3 separate regions of the Zea mays genome follow, and all the other regions are linked to region 3. Evidence: chromatin contacts called from public Hi-C data. All regions are on one chromosome and are shown on one strand. The core of a region is the stretch at or near the end of the contact, and the rest is flanking DNA. Distances in the headings are between cores, read along the strand shown.

Region 1 (3,837 bases), core at 1,106-3,605, 500 kb before region 3:
CTTGTTTAATTCATATTTAATTCATCTTAGCTCCGAATTAATTTATTCCAGTTGCTATAAATTCATAATAGTATTGTTTATCATCTGGTAACCTTATTTTATTATGAAACAAAGGTATAATTTATGCACTCAATTTATTTTGTGTCCAACATTTAAATCTTTATAAAATCATAACTTGATAACCGTAACTCCGAATTTAGTGATTCTTGTTTCCACGATCTCGTAGCGCCGCGTAGAATATTATTACGTAGTTAATTCTATTGTTTGATGTGATGTTAATTTTGCCTATACACTGTTTGTCTGTATTGCTACGTTTAGCAGTGAGGACACGTGTCACCTGAAGATCATCCTGGTACCTGGAATCTCAAGTCCCAGGCAAGTTGTGCCCTTGATCACTTCTTTTACCCACTCATGTTCTAATTAATCATAATGATCTGCATAGGTTAATTTTGATGGGACCTAATAGGTTACCCTAGTTTGTCTATCTTTATGCCTTGTTTACCACTGAACTTTTTGGGTAGTACTTGCTAGTGCTATATGTGGTTTTGGGCATTGAGATACACATTATTCATGATTATACTTTTGTTAGCTGTTGTTATTTACTGTTCATGTCAAGATCATTAATGTTAATTGGAACATAGAGCTTAACTTGAGAAACACGTGCCACCACAAGGGTTTATGGACGCCCTTGGCTGATTAATTAGGAAAGCTAGTGGAGGACTACCTTACCCGAAAGGGGCAAGGGCAGTAGGGGAGTGGTCAGTGTAGGGAGGTCCTTGGTTGATTTTGCTGCGATGGCGGTCAGGCAAGAACCCTGCATTGGAGCTTCCCATAAACTGTAGCGGGTTTTCTGAAGCTAGTGGAACTTTGTAAAGGCCTCGTAGTGTTACCCTGCCTCGCCTCCTCGGTAGAGGTGTATGGGAAGTCGCGATCCCTTGGCAGATGGGTAACATGACTTGTGGGTAAAGGGTACCACCTCTGCAGAGTGTAAAACTGGTATACTAGCCGAGCTCACGGTCATGAGCAGCTCAGGACTCTCTGATGATTAATTTATGGAACTAAATTCAATTTGTCATATGCATTGCATCGCAGGTGATGTTGTTACTTTTGTTCTACTACTTAATTGGGTTTGGTATTTACTTATACTTACTAATTGCTAATAAAATTTTGACCAACTTTAAAAGCAATGCTCAGCTCTAACCATCCTCTTTGGTAAGCCTTACACTTCACGTGAACTCCCACCTTTGGTGAGTTCATGCACATTTGTCGGGGACCATAATTAGGGGTACCCTCAAGACGCCTAATTCTCAGCTGGTAACCCCCATCAGCATAAAGCTGCAAAGGCCTGATGGGTACGATTAAGTCAGGGATCAGTCCACACGAGTGACTCGATCACGCTTCACCCCGAGCCTAGCCTCGGCCAAGGGCAGCCGACCTCGAGAGACTTCCGTCTCGCCCGAGGCCCCCCTTTTTACGGCGGACACATCACCGGCTCGCCCGAGGCCTGCACGCCACCATAGATTGACAAGAGGAGTCCGAGGAGATGTATCGTCACGAGCAGGTCAACCGCTCAAATAGCTGTGTGCATATGTTTATAAAGTACATTTTTTCTAACAAATTGTAAAAGATAAGGAGGGTTCGACCAGATCTCAGCTGCGGCGAGCGTCATAGCTCGCCACTACATGCATCTACTTGTAGGTCCGCTTGTGTACGGTAGAGGTGGGTTGGTATGCGTTGTGATGTGAGTGTGTGCATAGTTGTACATAAACAGATACTTGTATGTAAGTGAGAGACAATAAAAAAAGTATATATGTTTTTTGCAGACGCTTTAATAAGTGAGAAGGAGTGGGGGGCAAAAAAGCGGTGAGCGATAGATAGTTGGAGTCGTCGTGTCTGTGATAGAAGATCGCTGTCTGGAAAACGGAATCCCGCTGCGAATAAAAGAAGTGATCGACCATTTGAAGCAACGAACAAAGGATCTTAGGGCGAACAAATTGGTTCATCTCTATAAATTATAACTATAGCAGTTTAAACTGCCAGTTTTTATCTGAACCGAACGGACAGACAGGTGTTCCAAACGCCACCACGGACCACGCCAGGCCGGCCGGCCGGCGCGCCAAGAGAGAGAGAGAGGTGGCCCAGGTGGGCGTGGCACCCTGTTTTAGTTTTCGCCGACGTTTTGTCACTGCCGCTACGCTAGGCGACAAGCAGAGATAAGATAACCCATCCAATCCTATCCTACTACGGTGGGGACCACCGCCAGCTGCTGCCCCCTCCGTACTTTGCTTGCGATTGGAGAATTTACTAGCATTTGGGATGTATAAAAGTGCGAGCCTCTATCTATCTACTAGTACTATAGATTATTATTATTATCATAGGGGTCGGATCCTCCTCTGCTCTTATCCACTCGCCTACTACCTCCTCTTTCTCCGCCCACCTCCACCCCCTTCCCTGCTCTCTCCCACTACTGCCCCCTTTCGCCGTCTCCCTTCTCCCATCCCTTCCGCCGTTTCTGCCTGCTGCGAACCCGGCGGCAACCGACCTCGATCGTCGCCGTTCGTCCGCCGACCACCGCCAAGGTAACAACACCAGCAACCCCTACCACATCTTCCCCACACCACCGCGTTAGTCCTTTCCTGTCGCCTGCGTGCTTCTGGCCTTCTGCCATGTCCCCGGCAAACCTCTCTGTTCGACAACGTAACTAAGCCACGTCTCAAAGACCCGCCATCCGCGCGCCTAGTTTTCCAGAGTCCTTTCTGTCGCCGCACATCCGGCATACCCGGAGTTACGAGGAGTACTAGCGGCAGTTTCCATCGATTTTTATTTATTTTTTTAGGATGATAAGCACACCAGACACTTATCTTTTTTTTTTTCCTTCCTTCTTTTTCTCTCAACACCAAGGGTTCTTACACATAAGAGCATCTCCAACAACGTGACCTATAAAAATGCCTTATAATTTAAAAATAAGTAAATTGTATAGAATTTAGGGCACCAATAAAACACCCCGCTCCAACAGTAAAGCCCCAAATCTACATTATAGGGCAGCTCACTACGGTGTAGTATATTTGAGGCACTTGAGAGGGTGCCCTATAGTTTTTTGACAAAATTTGTTGAATTGAGGCACTGTTGGAGTGATTTTTCCTGTGTAGAGCCCTATATTTCAATTTGAGGCACTAGTTTAAGGCATTGTTGGAGATGCTCTAAGTACAGACAGGCTTCCCAACAACTCTACAAACTTTCCATCTCAAACAAACCTTCTGCAATCATATGTGGATAGACATTTCATGGCCTTTTCCCATTTTTTTAGGCCCTCTTTGGAACCTAGATAGCTGTTTAAATTAGATCTTCCAAACACACTCAGCTAATACCTAGCTAATTGTTAGTCACCTCATAATTAGCAATTAGTTTATTAGCCGGTTCAACCTAAATAATAATTTGTTTGCTAGTTACTCTCTCCGTCCACAAGAATTAGTCCTTTAGATTTGTTCTAAATTAATCACTATTAACTTCGACCAGTTACACCGAATATTTCATAAGATTTTATAATACAAACATAACACAAAAGTAAAGGTACTAGATTTATCATGACTCGAACTATTATAATACATAATTATTATAGTTTAAAATATTTTAATCTTATATATATATATATATATATATATATATATATATATATTGTTGTTCAAATAGTGTGACTTAGAATAAATCTAAAACGACTAAATCATGTAGACGGAGAGATATATATTGTTGTTCAAATAGTTTGATTTAGAATAAATCTAAAACGACTAAATCATGTAGACGGAGAGAGTAACTAACATGACCTATCATGCAGCCGCT
Region 2 (3,976 bases), core at 1,009-3,508, 450 kb before region 3:
TGGAGATAAATATGATCTACTAATGAAACACAAGCAAAGAGTATTTTCTGTTGTATTATATTTAATAACCTCAAGAAATTATAATAAAAAAATATAAAGTGTTTTTTGAAACAAAGCTTCACAAGCCAATCTGAATATACAACCAAAAATTTGAATTGTTGACTACACATGTCCCAGAACAGTGCTTTGTGACCAGAGAAATTATTCATTATGAGCTAAGCGAGAAAGATATAAATTTACTCTTTTCAAATGTTAATTGGTACTTCCTACACTTCCTTAGGTAACTGATGTATCATTTTCTAGGCGAGCAATACATATTGTACTTTTTTTTGTGAAGAGTCCAAGGGATCAACAGGGATCACGTTAATTGTATTTAGTAATACCACATTTAAAGAAATCTCTTATCAACATAATAAGAATGTCCCTCATAAGGCAATAAATATCCATAGTGATGCCGCTGATGCCCATAACAAGCAAGGAGAAATCAATTGTGTTCGCGACATTGTAATCTTCCAGAAATGCACCTTAAAACTCAGTACTAGGTGTCGTGAGGAAGCACTCAAACACTTCATACCCATAACATCACTTTATCACTGAATGGTCATATGGAACACTTGATTATATGGTTCTGCTCATAGGTTAGTCCGTACTTTGTATGAACTTCTCAACAGATCAAAATATTATAGCAGATAGTCAATTAACAGAACCAATAGGAATTGGTGAGTCAGAGTATTTTATCAAAGAATCTGGACAAAAAGTGTCAATAGCCTTGTCATATTTAGATGCATAAAATGAAGATTTTGAAACACAAGAAACACCTGAGGCAGAAGGACAAATACAACCAAACGACAAAGCAGATTAGTTCAGTGCAGTTCTAGTATTATGCCAAGTATTAGTCTTAGATGACGTTTAAGAATGTGGAGGAATCATTAAAAGATGGATGATTTCAATTTAGCTATAAATTATTATCTTCCTAAATCAAGATGCAATGCAACAACCAGAGTGTTATGGTACAGAGGAAGTTCACCTTTGATTACGAACAGAGGGAAATCTGAAATAAAAAACAAAATACAATACCCTAATGCAACAGTGTTCAATCCTACAAGTATCAATCAGGAATTATCTACATCTACAAATTTAAAATGCAGCTGGTGGGTGGCAATCAATTTCAAACTGAACCATTTAAAGCTTATGTAGCACGCAATGCACTAGCTGTCATTTTCCCATATGAAAGCTAGTTCCTAACCAATATGATCCTAGTGTATGGCCAAAGTGGTTTTAATAACAAAAATTGTTACAGACATAGGAAGTAAAAAGATCACCATATTCTGCAATGCAGCACGGGAATGATAAGTACCATTAGAATGCATGAAGACACAGCTTTTGAAACTTCAAGAATTTATTACAACACATGAATAATTAATTTTTGTAGTAGTTTAGAATTCTGAATCTTCTCTTAATGGTTATGTTTTGGATTAGGATGTTATTGTCTCTGATCTATGTGGCTTTTAGTATCTAAACTCTTTCTGAATCTATGTTGTATATCGACATTTCCATCTCTCTATCAACGGAATTGAGCAGGGACCAATTAATAAATTTAAAAAGACATAATTTCACTAAGACTATAAATAGTAGATACTACTTCATGATTAGAGAGATGCCAGCAAAACTCTTATTAATATTATATTAACAAAAACAATGGTAAAGAAATATCAGGTTCTCGACCAAACTAATCCAGCAAAAACAAAACTAATTCAAAATCAAGTTTCAACTATACGGGCAGCAAAATAACTAGGTTTCATGGACTCGGCCGTATAAAACCAACGCAGGGAGAAAGTTGCTTTGGCGGGGATAGAAGAAAATAAACATAAGCCAACTGATTTGCCCAAACTGAGAATAGGGTAGGATTGGTACCTCACGCGGCGGCGGCTGGGAGAAGGAGAAATTGACCTTGGCCTGGATGGCGAGGCGGACGTCGTCGGCGTCGATCTGAGCCTTCCCGGCGTGGTCGGCGTAGACTTGGGCGTCCCCTAGCACGTCTCCGACGTATCGGTAGGCCAGGTCCAGGAACTGGTGCACGACGCGGGGTTCGTACTCGCCCTCACCGAGACCCATCGAGCGCAGGAGCTCCCGCACCACCCGCGCGTCCCGGGGCTCGTCCGCGACGGAGGCCCCGGCGACTGCGGCAGCAGCGGCCGACGGTGCCGATGGACGCGCGCCGGCGGCGTCCATGAGTGGTGCGGGGTGGGGTTTCGGCGTTTCGGGAGTGTGGTGTCACCGTGTCAGGGGCTCAGGCAACCTGCTTCAGCACACGGAGAGATTATGTTTAACTACCTTATATTGTCAAATATTCTGTACTGCAGCAACTGACGCTTTGGCCGAGTGGTTAAGGCGTGTGCCTGCTAAGTACATGGGGTTTCCCCGCGAGAGTTCGAATCTCTCAGGCGTCGGACTTTTTAAATTGTTTCTCTTTTTCTTTTTTATCGACTTTTTTAATTGTTTCTCTTTTTCTTTTTTATTTTTTCCTTTTTTATTTCATTGCATAAGCTAATTTAGCACTCGAGTCTCTCTGTTACCTTTTTTTAACCATTATCTACTAATTTAGAGCTTCCAATTACCTTTTATTTTGGTACCATATTGTTTTTTGGATTTTGTCAATTAGTTGAACCACAATCGTTCTAAAGCTATCTTAAGGTGTGTTTTGCAAGCAGAATAGAGCTATTCTATTTTTTATTTGGTTAAAGGGTATAACAGAACAGATCCACTCTGTTCTTTGTTTAATTAAAGAGTCATACGAGTATAGAGGTGAGAAGAGAGAAAAATACTCGCGTCCGAAAGAGCGCTCGCATCCGACTATTTTGGTGGAGCGGGGACACTTCAACTATTTATAATAAATTTCTATATAGAGACTTTATGAGCCGCTTCGCTTCTCTTTTATTGGAAATCAAATATTCATAAACTAGAATGAAGCCCTCCATTCTCCTTAACCAAACACACCCTTAACGATTGTATGTTTACATATTAATAAATTCACACAAAGTTTGATGTATTTATTTTATATATGCATTTAAATTCATCATCATCTATTTGAATATAAATATAAAAATTAAAAGCTAAAATAAATACTATTTTGGGACGAAGGGTTATATGTTCCTGTATGTGTATCGGTATGTTTATAGATATGTATAAGTATATGGTCGTATTTATGAATATAGGCGTATGTAACTATGTATTGAGTACACGCCCGTACTTATATGTATATGTGTTGCATTTTTTTTATTAGTAGACTAACCACTACTCTAGTGTTGCATTTGAGACAAGTTATGTCTACATTCAAAGTTGAGCAAAATTCATATCCGTTATTGTATGCATATCCGCATGTTTATAGATGCGTATAGGTACATGCTCGTATATATGAATATAGGTGAATGTATTGAGTACGCGCTCATACTTATATACATACTTTTATATATTTTGAGCAGTGTGCTTCCAAAAGCTAGAGAAAGCTCTGGTTCAAATGTTGTCATACGGTTCAATCGCACCACCTCAAATTGACCCAGACTCCGGGCGTCTATAAAAACAGCATAGACCCAGGGATTAGGGTTTCGATGCCTAGCGACAGCGTGAGGCGCGAGGGGCGCCAGAGGCACGACATCAGCGAGAGGCGGGCGACATCGATGAGCGTCAGGCGACATCAGCGAGCGGTGCCCGAGACACGAGCTCCATGGCGGCCGCGTCGCCTGAGGCGCGAGCGGTGGCGTCGGCCACGACCTCATGAGACGTGAGCGGCGACGGAGGAGACGCCAACGACAGCATTCAAAGACGAAGACCTCCTCTAATGCAGTGCATCTCGGGCATCCTCCGACGATGACCACCTCCGATCCGACGGCCTCGGGGCCGTCCTCCAGCGACGAACTCCCCTGATCTATGTTTATGCCTTTGATGATTGTGTTTTATACCTATTACTTACACAATT
Region 3 (3,904 bases), core at 182-2,681:
TTTTTTTCTTTGGCTGTCTATCTTCTAATCCGAGCAGCCACTTAGGCCATCTCCAGCAGCCCCGTGTAAACGACCGTACAAAATATACTATTTTGCACTGTTTATAGAGTGAAGTTTAAAATAGAAAATAAGATAGTGAGTCTACTGAAGATAGTTGGGCGTGGTGGGGTGGCCACCCTAGCTATCGGTAGTTGCCGTCGCCTGAGAGTTGAGACCCCTCCTTTACGTCAAGTTGCCGAGTGTTGAGTTTGGCATGCACCTTGTACCGACACCGCTACTTGGCGAGGAACACCGATGAGCATGGAGTGACAGAAGAAGGCTGATGCCTAGGCGTCCTTTGGTTCACCCAACCAGACCACGCAACAATGGCTTATTAATCGTCCCACAAAACACGAGTGGCCGGTTTCTTCCTCAATCGATCCATTTGTCATCCTCCACTTCTGTTTCCAATCCTTCGTTCTCGCATGAGGTAAGCAGTAGTTTTGGCACTATACCTTTACTCCTGTCTTGTTCGATTGCGTCTGAATCGAGATAGATTGAGAGAAATTAAATTTCCTTCTATTCAATTTTAACTAAAAAAAAATTTAAGTCTATAATTCTCTTTGACCTAAGCTCTTAGTGGATTTATAAGACCAACTTTTCTGAGAATCTAGTTATAAAGAGAATATGACTCTTGAGAGAATCTAAATATCGTTACGATTATGTGAGCAGAAATATAAATGTGTCTATAATGTTCATAATCTAGAAACTTTTTTTTAACCCGAGCTTCTACTTTTTAGGTGTTGTAGGAAGCTCTTTCAACATCTTTGTAACTAAACTAGCCGTTACAGCAGACCAACGGCCGGAAACGCGGCCATCGGCCATCAACGTGTCCAGCCCGGCGTGGGGCCGCTGCATAGGCAGCAACGAACACGCGTGGGTGCGCGATATCGCCATGTTCGTGTGCTTGCCGACGGGCGACGGTCACAATAATGGGTCGCTTTCCGGGCGGGTAGCCGAAGCAGCGAGGCGATGAGAATGATGGGCCCCCATAGCTCCACGGGATCATCGATCATCTCTTCTCCGTGTGGATGAGGACCACACAGATATTTTGCTCCTCCAACGACGTAGCCCTAAATTTTAGAACAAAGAAAATAAAATTTTGAGCTATATTTTTCTATAAAAGAATCCTTAGTTTTGGTCGAAACTTTTGTGTAGCTTTTGGATGAAATGCTCTCCTGGTCTGGAACCGGAAGTGCAAGAAATCCTGAGAAACTGCGGAGACAGGCAACGTGCTCATCCCGCCCGCGTGGACCACGTCCATCGGAGCACGAGAAAAACAACGTGCCTCCCCGGGCAGGTAACCTCACCGCCCCCGCCTGTCGCTGGCCTCGTCTCGTCCCCGTCACCCTCCACACGCATGACTCTCCCACCTCATTCGCTTGACCTCCCTTCCACTTAAACCACGCCAAAAACCAGCTCGCGATTCCTCCCACTGGCCTGAATCTGACCCGCATCGCCCGCCATCCCCACCGCCGCGCCTCTTCCGGGCAGCCATGGACGAGGCCTTCGCGCGCGCGGTGGAGGACGGCCTCAAGCTCACCAAGCGCCTCGTCCTGCCCAGCGGGGGCGGGATGCCGCCGCCGCCGCGCCCGCACCTGGCGATGGACCGCGACGACCCCGCCGCGGCGCTGCAGCAGCTCATGCCGGCGGCGCCCATGGCGTACGCCGTCGTCGTCGACCCGGCCGCCGTCGACAGCCCCGACGTGCCCAGCTACCAGCCCCACGTCTACGGCCGCCTCGACCCGCCCGCGCTCATCCCGCTCCAGATGCGGGAGGTCGAGCTCCGCGTCGACTGCGCCGCCGGCTGCGCCACCGCCGAGGTCGCCCTGCGCGCGCGCTGGTGGCTGCACTGCATCACGCGCAGCCGCGCGTGCCACTGCCGCATCGTCGTGCCCATGGCTCACCAGGTCCAGCATATGCACTCATCCTTACCTTGCCCTTTGCGTGTGCTCTGTTAGTTTTGGATATGGTTATTAGGCGTTTCAATGATTACAACATTCACTTGCATCCGCCGGCAGTCTGGTTCGTGTTAGGTGGATGGGCCCCCAATTAGCTGTCGCTTTGGACTATGCTCTCCGGGTTCCGCAAATCAGGACATAACCCGGTGTCATTACTCCGTATGTCTTTACTCCTGGCCTACATTTGGCTGGATCATGGCTGCCATTGCCCTGCCTTTCTGTTGCTAGTGGATTCCAGCATGGTTTTGGCACAAATTCTTTGCTTTCCGTGCTACAAGATAATTAACAAGAAAGTAGTATCCAAAGTAGCATCGGATTGAACTTGCAAAGGGATTGCTGTCTTCGTACACTTGTCCAACACAGACTTCCACTAACGGATTCTTTTGTGCACCGCGTTATTGTACAGTATTTGGAGAATTGCTTTACTAGAACCAATAATTATGTGCGGTTAAAAATGTGCGCCTTCAACTGTAATTCTGAGAGATGGAAGTGGCGTGAATTACTTTTTATTTTGCATTTGGAGCTTTGCTTTCTCCAGGCGAATTACTAAAACCAGTTCAGTTTATGACTGCATGTTATACATTTCTTCTGCATTCTGGTGTTGGCTGACAACCACTTCTATAGAACTTGAGAACCCTGCCTGATGAAGTTTTATTTCTTTCGTTTTTACTGCTGTTCTTGTGCTATTTCAGATGTTTGGAGTTTAGGAAGAAGCTCATTTTTTTGCCCCTGAACTATCATGAGAGTCCAATTTTGTTCCGAACTTATACCAGACAACTTTGCCCCTTCAACTGTTCAAACAGGGTGTTTTTGAATTTTGACTCTTAAGCTGTTTTAAAGCCAGTTTTTGCTGACATGGCATGTTTTTTTTTCTCGAAAAGCGTAGGAGAACTACGCCCCATTATATTAAAAGAGGAAGGATACAAAGGGCAGGAAGGCGCTCTGGGTACATGCACTCCTTACGGAGGCCAAGAACAGGAGTACATGAAAATATCCATGAAGGATCCAACCGCCCTAAATTATATGGCTAGGAGCAGCCAGAAAGGATAACCCCTTGGCTCCTGCAACCTGCCATGGCATGGGTTTTAAACATGCATATCTGTCCTGTTATCAGCTTGAAATAAATGAGAACCCAATTTTATGGCCAAAGTTGTCTGTTATTTGAGTCAGGGGCCCAAGATTTGCTTCTCATGATAGTTCAAGTGCCAGATAGAATTTCTTCCTTGAATTTAACAACTCTTTCTTTGTGGGTTAAATTTAGAAGCTTGATAATACTGACCATAAGAGAATGAATGTCATTTATATACCCATCAGTGTGCATAATGCATGGATTCTTTAATATCGAGACCTGTGTATGCCATGATTGTAAGCCCTTAATTACAAAGAAAATATATCTTTGCTACTGTATTTTTGTTGGCATTAATTTTAAATGCTTATACTATCTGAAATTATTTTTAGTGTGATTTTCTTCTGGCATCAATCTAAGGAAAGTTTCACTAATAGGGTTCAATTCTAGGCGCTGAGGTTACTGTTGGGAAAAGATCATACAATACTCATGTAATTGATACAGAGGATAACTGTTCAGTGAAGATTGCAATGCCCGAGAGTGGGGGTCTTTTAAAACAGGAATTTTTTTCCTTGACAATACCACAGGTATTTGCTGCGTACTTTCCAATTGGTGCCAAATACTATCATGTGAAATTTCAAGCTTCTATCAGCCACATTGGCTTTTGTTGATTAGTTTATTTCATATGTCAAGGTTGGAGGTGGAGAAGATATATTTGCCACAATCAGATGGTCACAAAAATTGCTATACGACAACGGACAATTTTCTGTCGAAGTACCATTTCGTTTCCCGCAGTTTGTGAACCCTTTGCCAAAGGTTTTCATGAAAAAGGAGAAAA

What was found. A called contact is a pair of places that touch in the nucleus more often than the background predicts.
Region 1: a contact with region 3 is called in a Hi-C map of ear, with 2.5 times the contacts expected there. The contact joins the promoter of LOC100217250 here to the promoter of LOC100273621 in region 3. A contact is called at or near these places in 2 of 25 Hi-C or Micro-C datasets (ear and tassel).
Region 2: a Hi-C map of bundle sheath shows a contact between it and region 3, with 2.9 times the contacts expected there. The contact joins the promoter of LOC100191949 here to the promoter of LOC100273621 in region 3. A contact is called at or near these places in 6 of 25 Hi-C or Micro-C datasets (bundle sheath, ear, leaf and 1 more).

What each region holds. Positions count from the first base shown.
Region 1 is chr1:71,609,766-71,613,602 of Zm-B73-REFERENCE-NAM-5.0, reverse strand. It overlaps LOC100217250 (ATP-dependent protease La (LON) domain protein), which reads left to right and starts at 2,355. Exons shown (of 2, transcript NM_001143605.2): 1 at 2,355-2,579.
Region 2 is chr1:71,556,505-71,560,480 of Zm-B73-REFERENCE-NAM-5.0, reverse strand. LOC100191949 (transcription initiation factor TFIID subunit 9B) reads right to left here and starts at 2,258. Exons shown (of 2, transcript NM_001137373.1): 1 at 1,915-2,258. The coding sequence starts at 2,232. It overlaps TRNAS-GCU (transfer RNA serine (anticodon GCU)), which reads left to right and starts at 2,369; the gene lies at 2,369-2,450.
Region 3 is chr1:71,110,654-71,114,557 of Zm-B73-REFERENCE-NAM-5.0, reverse strand. LOC100273621 (inter-alpha-trypsin inhibitor heavy chain-related) reads left to right here and starts at 1,431. Exons shown (of 13, transcript NM_001360282.1): 1 at 1,431-1,949; 2 at 3,504-3,653; 3 at 3,760-3,904. The coding sequence starts at 1,536.